Linked DNA regions of Ovis aries: region 2 is linked to region 1. Evidence: chromatin contacts called from public Hi-C data. All regions are on one chromosome and are shown on one strand. The core of a region is the stretch at or near the end of the contact, and the rest is flanking DNA. Distances in the headings are between cores, read along the strand shown.

What was found. A called contact is a pair of places that touch in the nucleus more often than the background predicts.
Region 2: a Hi-C map of liver shows a contact between it and region 1, with 3 times the contacts expected there. The contact joins two enhancer-like sites. A contact is called at or near these places in 4 of 16 Hi-C or Micro-C datasets (hypothalamus, liver, muscle and 1 more).

The regions. Positions count from the first base shown.
Region 1 is chr15:27,838,632-27,842,858 of ARS-UI_Ramb_v3.0, reverse strand. DSCAML1 (DS cell adhesion molecule like 1) reads left to right here. Exons shown (of 33, transcript XM_027979838.2): 21 at 2,349-2,502. Among named protein-coding and RNA genes, the nearest start is that of CEP164, 110 kb to the right of the region's middle. Within about 2 kb of position 2,653, at least 11 of the 54 cell types and tissues checked have an H3K27ac peak or open chromatin away from gene starts, as enhancers often do. A contact at or near this core is called in liver, where this site is marked.
Region 2 is chr15:28,204,930-28,208,984 of ARS-UI_Ramb_v3.0, reverse strand. FXYD2 (FXYD domain containing ion transport regulator 2) reads left to right here. Exons shown (of 6, transcript XM_027979246.2): 4 at 335-371; 5 at 530-560; 6 at 1,176-1,456. The coding sequence ends at 554. LOC114118393 (a long non-coding RNA gene) reads right to left here. Exons shown (of 4, transcript XR_003591759.3): 3 at 3,469-3,921; 4 at 685-2,908. Among named protein-coding and RNA genes, the nearest start is that of FXYD2, 8.2 kb to the left of the region's middle. Within about 2 kb of position 1,609, at least 1 of the 54 cell types and tissues checked has an H3K27ac peak or open chromatin away from gene starts, as enhancers often do. A contact at or near this core is called in liver, where this site is marked.

The DNA.
Region 1 (4,227 bases), core at 1,404-3,903:
CTAAGATATTATATATTTTTCATTTTCTGTCAGTTGGATTCTAAACTAGTTAGGCTGATTATTGTTGTGTGTTATGTGATTTTTGGCTTTTTGCATCTTTGGATCATTGTCAATTCATGTCCTTTCTACATTTTTTATTTGGGTAGACCATGGTTTTCTTCTTATTGATTTGTAAGTGCTCTTTCCATATTAAAGATAATAACCATTTTTGCTCATATAGGTTGCAGGTGTTTGCCAGCTCATTGCTTGCCTTTTTATTCTAGTTTTTATTATACCATAGGTTTTCTTTTCATATAACTCAAATTTATAAATCACTTTAGTTATGACTTTTCTATTTGTGATTTTCTATTTTTTTATTTTTTGATTAGAAAGATGGGTAAATAATTAATCTATCGTTTCTCCTTGCATAGGTTTACCTTTTTTTTTTTTAACCTTTTACCTTTGATTACTGTGATTTTATTTTGGAGTGTAGTTGTATGTTTTTGAAAGTGATTTCAGGAGATTAGGGGGGTGAAAAGGAAGGCACCCAGGACCTGGGTAAGATGCTAATACCTTCAAGGGGAAGCCAAAGCTTTCCTGCCCTGTGTAGACACAAATGTACAGTCAGGTACACACTGACAGACACAAGCAAGTATACTTAACTTTTCTCTACACGTGCACACACCCTTCCACCCTCACAGAAACACATGCCCCCATTTACAGAGGAGAAGACCATGTCCCCACTTACAAAGGACTTGTGCACCCCTTGCCTCAGGTGCCCTCACTGCGACCAGTCAGGGCAGGCAGAGCTGGATTGCTTCCTTAGTTTGCAGGAGAGAAAACTGAGGCCCCAGGAACCGTGAGAGACACTGGGGTCCATATGGTAAGAAAGGCAGGCAGGCGTCAAAGCCACCTTATTGCCCTGCCTCGTGCTCAGATATGACCTGCAGATACCCACACGGTCCCCGAGCGCTGCACCCCGAAAGGACTTCCCAGCTACCAGGGCTCAAGGTGGCTTTCAGGGAGCTCCTGAGCCCAAGGCCAGCTCCCCACAAGAGAGACAGCAGGAGGGGTCTGCCAGTGAGCTCTGTGTGTATGGCGGGGATGCCTGTGCCCTCTCCTGAGCATCTTCTTACAGATGGTCTGGGACCAGAAAGGATGTTTTCTCCTGTTACAAGTCATTGGGCCCCTCAGCCCTCCCATGGGTGGCAAAGAATGTCCCTCTGTGACCCCATGTCTGTCTGGAGATCTGTCCCTCAACATGTGCTTGAATGTGTCTACACGTCCGTGTGCATGAGAGTGTGTGCATGGGGGCATGCGTGTGCAACATCCCCTGACTGCAAAAATAACTAATTATTAGCTCCCTCTGGCCTCGGGGCCCCCCATCTGTTCCAGGGGCTGCTCCCCCTCCCTAGACTTCCGCCCTGATTTCAAAGAGGCCCTGGTGCTGTCCTGCTTTCCCTTCCCCGCGGCTGACCAAAAAATAAAATGAAATGAAAGTCAGCCCCATCCCGCCTGCACCAGGGAAGGGGCTGACAGGAGGTCTGCAAACTAGCGCTTATCAAAAGCTCCTTCTCAAATTCATTTCAATATCTGAGCCTCTGGTTTCCAAGGCAACATAATCTTTTCATCAAAGCAACTGGTAAAACCACTGGGATCCGATATTGTTTTGTTGGCAACTTGTCAAAACTGTCATTTGGTTAAAAAAATTTTTATAGATTTATATAACCTACAAATATATACAGTGATCTATACCACTAATAATCATTAATAAAGTGCTGCCCCATGAAGCTCTCATAGTTCTCTCTCCCTCCCCTTCCTCCCCCAGAATGGAGGGGGGGTGGCGATAACAGGTGGTAGGAATGAAGGAGACATTAGGCAGTAGGGCCGAGAGGTGACTCTGAGTGGGGACAGGCTGGGGGAGCCTGTCTACAACCCTAATAAGGCAAACGCAGTCATTTAGCTTCTTCTCAGAGACTCCCTTTCCTCAGGGTTTTCCTGGGACTGCACGCCCACCCTCCATTCTCCCTTCTCCTGTCTCCCGCCATCTCTCACCCACCGGAAACACTCACATTTCCTGGCCTGAAGCCATCGCAGCCAGCGACTGGATCAGTCCAAGAGGCGAACTGAAACTGACCCAGCAAACTGCCAGAGCCGGCCCATCAGTGCCCAGGGCCGAGCCCAGGGTCAAGTCTAGGGCAAGCTGTTCAGTGTTGCTCCAAAATTAGAAAGGGCCAACTAGGCAGGATCCTGTTTCCACCGCCCATCTCCCTGGCCATCGCCCCCACTGAGCCCAGGGCCCCCAGGAAGGGTGGAGGTGGAGACCCAGGGGCCTTGGCTCTTAGTATGTGTTCGCCTCTGCCCTGCAGGCGCCCAGCGAGTATGAGACGAGTCCGGAGCAGCTCTTCTACCGGATTGCCCACCTAAACCGCGGGCAGCAGTACCTGCTGTGGGTGGCCGCCGTCACCTCCGCCGGCCGGGGCAACAGCAGCGAGAAGGTGACCATCGAGCCTGCTGGCAAGGGTGAGCAGCCTGGGGCGGGGGTTGAGGGCAGAAACAGCCAGAAGGCCCCTTCTAGAATGATGGTTCTCCCCAACACGAGTAGTCTCCCTCCACCCTGTCTGTGGCCTGGCTGTAAGGAGCTGGCTGGCCGCTTGCCTCCCTCCTGCACCCATCAAGACTGGGCCTCTGCTGCCCCCTGACTCCCAGAAAGGCTCACAACAGCCTCGAGGCCACGCCACTAGTCAGGGCGCCCAGCAGAATGTACCCTGGTCCCCCACTCCAGACTCTTCTCTGGGGGTGAAAGAAAGGGGTGTTAGCCCTACCCCCAGCTCAGCTCCTCCAGAGGGGACGGAGGTGGGGTATGCTGCTTCCATGGAGCAGAGGGCTGCAAAGACAGCTCCCTTGTTCCAAACCCTGGTCATCTCAGGCTGACATGAGCCCACTGATCACAGATGTTACAGAGGGCATGCCTCGAAGGAGGCTGTGGGCTGGTTGGGGTGCATGGGGTGAATAAGAACATGATTGCTCTCAAGCGTGCCCCACTGAACCCCTGACCTGGGCATAAGTGTGGCATGGGGGCATGTGTACCCCTACTCTACAGGCAATGATAGTTCTGAGGCCTTAACCCAAGACCAAGACAGAGGCCACCTCACAGAGCTGCCAGGCTCCCCCATGCCAACCCTGGGGCACTGGATTTAGCCACACAAGCCTAAGACTTCCAGCTTCTACCTTGACTCTGGGCCTCCCTGGGCCCTCCCTCCTGGCCCTGCCTCCTCCCACAGCCACCTGTGTCTATAACCCTGAGGCCCCAAGCCTAGGACTCAGACGGCTGGTGCCTGCCTCAGCCCAGCCCAACTCCTGGGGTAACCGGCTTCCTCTGGATGAGATAACAAGAGGCGTCAGCCCTCCCCGCCTCAAACTCAGAGTCAGCGGGCACTGAACAGAGGGCCTGCAGCTGCCCTGACATGAGGGTTGTCATCCCATTTTCCAGGAGACACTCTGAGGCGGAGTGGCACAGCCCTCGAACACAGCAGAGTGGTGGGCCAGCCCTTCTGGCTCCAATCTGGGGGCTCTTTCTACAAAGTCTCAAGTTTCCTCCCTCCCCTGATCCCTCCTCCCAGCGGTGCAGCCAATCCCTTCTCCTGAACTTATCTCCTTCCAGGAGGGAAAGGACCTGGGACCCCCACCCCACCCCCGCCACAGACACACACACAGACACAGACACAAGACACACACACACCCCACTGAGAGGTCCCAGGACCAACCCCAGCCACAGGGCAGAACTGGCTCTAGAACAGTGTCTCTAGAGCATCATCAAACATCCTTGGCAGGCAGCTGGGGTTCCTCTAAAACTCCACTTTGAACCTGTCACTACTTCCTTGTGAGCCTCCTCGTGACCTTAGGAGGAAGCCCAGCCTCCTCGAGGTGCCAACAGAGCCCCAGAAGCTTCTCCTCCCGCTCACTGCTCCGACCCCTACTCTGCTGCCCTCTCTTCACTCACCCTGGGCTTGGATCACCCCGGAGGCTGGAGCCCCTCCCACTCACCATGGGTTTCAGGCCCCCATGCCTCTCTCAGTTCTGTTCCCCCTTCCGACACACCTTCCTTTTCTGCTTACCGTCCATTAACAATGTTGTGATAGTTTCAGGTGGACAGCAAGGTGACCCAGCCAAATATATACATGTATCCATTCTCCACTCCCTTCCCATCCAGGCTGCCACATAACACTGACCAGAGTTCCCTGTGCT
Region 2 (4,055 bases), core at 360-2,859, 370 kb before region 1:
AGTACTCTTGCCTGGAGAATTCCACGGACAGAGAAGGCGGGCTACAGTCTGAGGGGTCGCAAAGAGTTGGACACGCCTGAGTGACCAACACAGACACACACACAGTCCACCGTGGAGCCGCCGCCACAATAATCTTTGTTGACTGCCCAGCTGGCTGACTTGGACTTCTGAACGCTTATGGTCCAGCCATATATAAAGAGAGACAGTCAGCTGTGGTCTCTGAGGCGGACACGGAGCAGCGCTGGCAGGAGAGAGGGAAGGAGGGGCTACGGAGCTGAGGCCTCCAGGGTAGAGAGGGTCTCCTTGTCAAACTAACCTCGTTTCTCTCTTTAAGGCAAAAGATTCCGCTGCGGGGCCAAGAAGAAGCACCGGTGAGTGCCGGCCGGGGTGACTGATGGAGGTGGGAGGGGCCGGTGGAGGGTTTGGTCTCTCAGGCTGGTGAGGAGGGTCCCCAGCCTCAGGGCGCCCTGAATCCCGGCCCCCTCCACCCCACTACCGTTTCTTACCTGTCTGCTTTCCTCCATCCCAGGCAAATTCCTGAAGATGGGCTCTGAGGAGAGGTAGGTTTGCGAGGAGCGGGCAATGGCTCTAGATAATAAGGAGAAGCTAAGGACTCGGCCGGGAAAGTTTCAGGGTCTTTCATCCATCAGGCAGGTCTCTGTCACCCTCGTGTGGTTCTTTTCCTTGTTGGTTTTTAAAAATTTTTATTAGAGTATAATTGCTCTACAATATGTTAGTTTCTGTACAGCCGTGAGTATACATATATCCCCCGACCTCTTGAGACTCCCCCCCACGCCCACCCCCATCCCACCCCTCCAGTTCATCTCGGAGCACCGTGCTGAGCTCCCGGTGCTCCGCAGCAGCTTCCTGCTGTCTATCTGCTTTGCACATGGTCCTGTGTAAATGTCAACCCTACTCTCTCAGCCCGTCCCACCTGCTCCATCCAACTTGCGTCCCCGTATCTGTTCTCTGTTCCCACCTTTTAAAAATAATGGCAAAACACACACACACACACACACACACACACACACACACAAACAGAAAAAAAAAAATGTGTGTAGTATGTGTGACCAAGGGAGGCTGCAGAGATGCGCCAGAGGAAGGTAAGGGATGAAATGGAAGCCCCAGCCTCTGCAGCCCTGCTCACAGCCCCCATCCTGCCTTTCTCTTTGCAGAGCCAGCCGTGCCCACCCTTGCACCGGGGCTGCTTGGAAGTCTTCCCTGAGCTGCAGACTTCTGTCCCAGCACTGTCAGGCCCTCGGGCTGAAGGAAGCTTCGGGCTCCACGTGACCCCCCCGGGTGGGCTTCACCTCCTTCCGCCCCATGTTAATAATAAAGCCGGCCTCGGAGACGGCTCCTTCCCTGGCCTCCTCCCTCGCTCCTTCTCTCCTGTAACTGCCACCATCCGCTCCTCCAAGCTGGAGTTAATACAGCCTGGTCTGTGCCTTTTTGCTTATTCGCTCACGTGCCTGTGAAAGTAAGAAGTTCAATGCCATCATCTCCAGGCCTCTCCTCACCCCCCAAATTGCTGAGAGCCTCTGGGACAGAGGACTCAGCCTGCTTTCCAAATGCCAGGCAAAGAGAAAGCTGGCCGAAGGTCACAGGCTCAAAGCCCTTGGGTCGCCCAGGGCCCTGGGTGTGGCTGTAGGATCTCTCCAGTGGGAGTCAAGGCGGCCCTGCCCTGGGCTGCCCGTGTTTTAGTTGTTAGGTGCTCTGCCCACATTTCCCCAAGTGCACCGGCGTGCCAGGATGGGTGGGTCTAGGGATCTTGGGCAGGGGCGTCCTCGGCACATGCTCTCTCCCCATCCCTCACCCCCAACTGTGGTGCCAAGCTCCAGCCATGCCCTTTCCACTCTTGGGGCCAGGGGGCCTCAAGTTTGACCTAATCTTATCCACCTCTTTCAGTGCTGGCTTGGTTAATTTCAGGGCCAGAGGCCAGAGAGTGGACAGTGAGGGTGGGGCCTCTGTAACCTTTTCCCTAGCCCCCATCCATGCTGGTAGGCCTCCACCCTACCTCAACCCGAGATGGTGTCAGGCTAGCCCTTCCACCAGCCCCTGAATTACTGATGCCTGCAGCCCCCAGACAGCACAGTGCACTTTCTGCCCTCTGGAAGGAGCCTGTCTCCCCTTTCCCTCCCTTCCCTTGGTGAGAGGAGAGAGGCGGCTCTGAGGCTGGATGGGACAGTGGGATCATGGCACCACCCAGTGTCCATTTCCTCATCTGAGCTTTTGAGCGTCCAAGGGAAGCGGGGGAGATTGGACCAGGAAACCAAGACAACAGCAAGTCAGCAGAGTTTGAAATGAACATGCAGGGCACTGGAGGCAGTGTAGGCCACACTCGGCTTGAGAATTGAGTTCTTTGTCTTAATCCACTGTCCCCAGGACCACCAGCCCTCACAGAGTCACAGAAGGCTTGGCCACCAAAGGCCTGTAGGGAGCAAAATAGACAATCCTTAATTTTCAGAAAGAGAAACTGAGGTCCTGAGAAAGGCAGCGACTTGTCCAGGTGACACAGCCAGCCGGTATCAGAGACAGAGCAACAACCCAGGTCTCTGGGTCCATTTCAGAGTCCTTCTCATTGACCCCGTGGGTTGGGAGGAGACACTCCAGTGAGACACAGACTGGAAAACTTGGCTCTTGCAACTCAGGGCCAAGGTCTTCGTGACATCCTCCTCTGAATGTGAGCTCACGGATGACAAATAAAACCTGACAGGCCAACCCCCTAAATAGAATTCAGGACTTCCAAGACACTGGAGCTGTCCACAACAGTGGGAGAAATGAACAGGATGGGGCAGGTCCAGCCATGGGGGATTTCAGGGAGGGGGCGCTCCTGAAATTTCTTGGATGTAGCAGCAAGGCAAACAGGAAGAAGGGTATTCCAGGCCTGAGGCTCACCTGAGGAGAAGAGCTGTGGAGAGGAGTCGTGTTTCTAGAAGGTTCTGTACACAGGCCCCAAGCCTGCCAACCCAGCTGCCTTGGAGGGGGCTGGTCCTGGGTGAGTCACTTCAGCCTCTAACCCCCGCTGTAAGCCCTCCATCCCCGTGAACCGTGAGGCTTCCCTGGATCCCAGGCTGTCACCCTGGAGCACCTGGGGTGCTGTGCAAACTACTCAGTGTCCCCTCCAGAACTGTCAAATATTAACCTTGGGGTGGGCCCATGCCAGCTGTTACTTAACCAGCTCCCAGGAGAGCAGCCACTGCTGAAAGCCACGGATCCAGGTAACCTTCAATGTCCTCATGAACACTCTCCCCCTCCCTCTCCATGAACGTCACAAGGACTGGGAGCTACTGAACTTTCACTTCACTTTGGGATTTTCCACAATTCATACACAGATTAAGTCACGAATGAACACCAAGACTGGGACGTGATTGAATGAATTACTTTCAATCACGCAAGAGAGACAAAAACAGCCTTAGTCTGAGGGGATGCAATTCCGTTTGTCACCACCAGAGGGAGGATGTGTCTTACCCCGAATCCTATTCAAACGGCGTTTTCAACTCAGTCTAAGGGCTGAGAGAAGACGGAGACAGAGGATGAGGTGGCTGGATGGCATCACCGACTTGACGGTCGTGAGTTTGAGCGAACTCTGGGAGATGGTGAAGGATAGGGAAGCCTGGCAAGCTGCAGTCTATGGTGTCGCAAAGAGTCGAACACGAAGGAGCGACTGAACAAAGGGCTGGGCGTCCTTTGCCGGAAGAGGCCTCCGGGTCTACCCGGTGCCCTGGTTTCCCAGGAGCGCCCTGGGTTATTTGCATTCTGTGTGCACACCCCTCTGGTGTAATTTGCCCTGCTCTGGGGTCTTGAGCCCTCATTCCTCCTGGAAGGTAGAGACCCTCTGTGGCCTGCACGGACTCCTCGGCTTGGGGTAGTTATGTAGCCTCTAACCACATACTTTGATTTAATCAGTATCATGAGCAGGACCTGCAGAGAGGCAAGCAAGAAAGGGGAGTCCCCAAGAGCCCACCCTGAGCATCCCCACTGGCCCCAACCTGTCCTAGGGGGTGGGTTCCCGGGGCCGATAGGGATGGGGTGGGGCTGGGGGTGCTGAGCTGAAG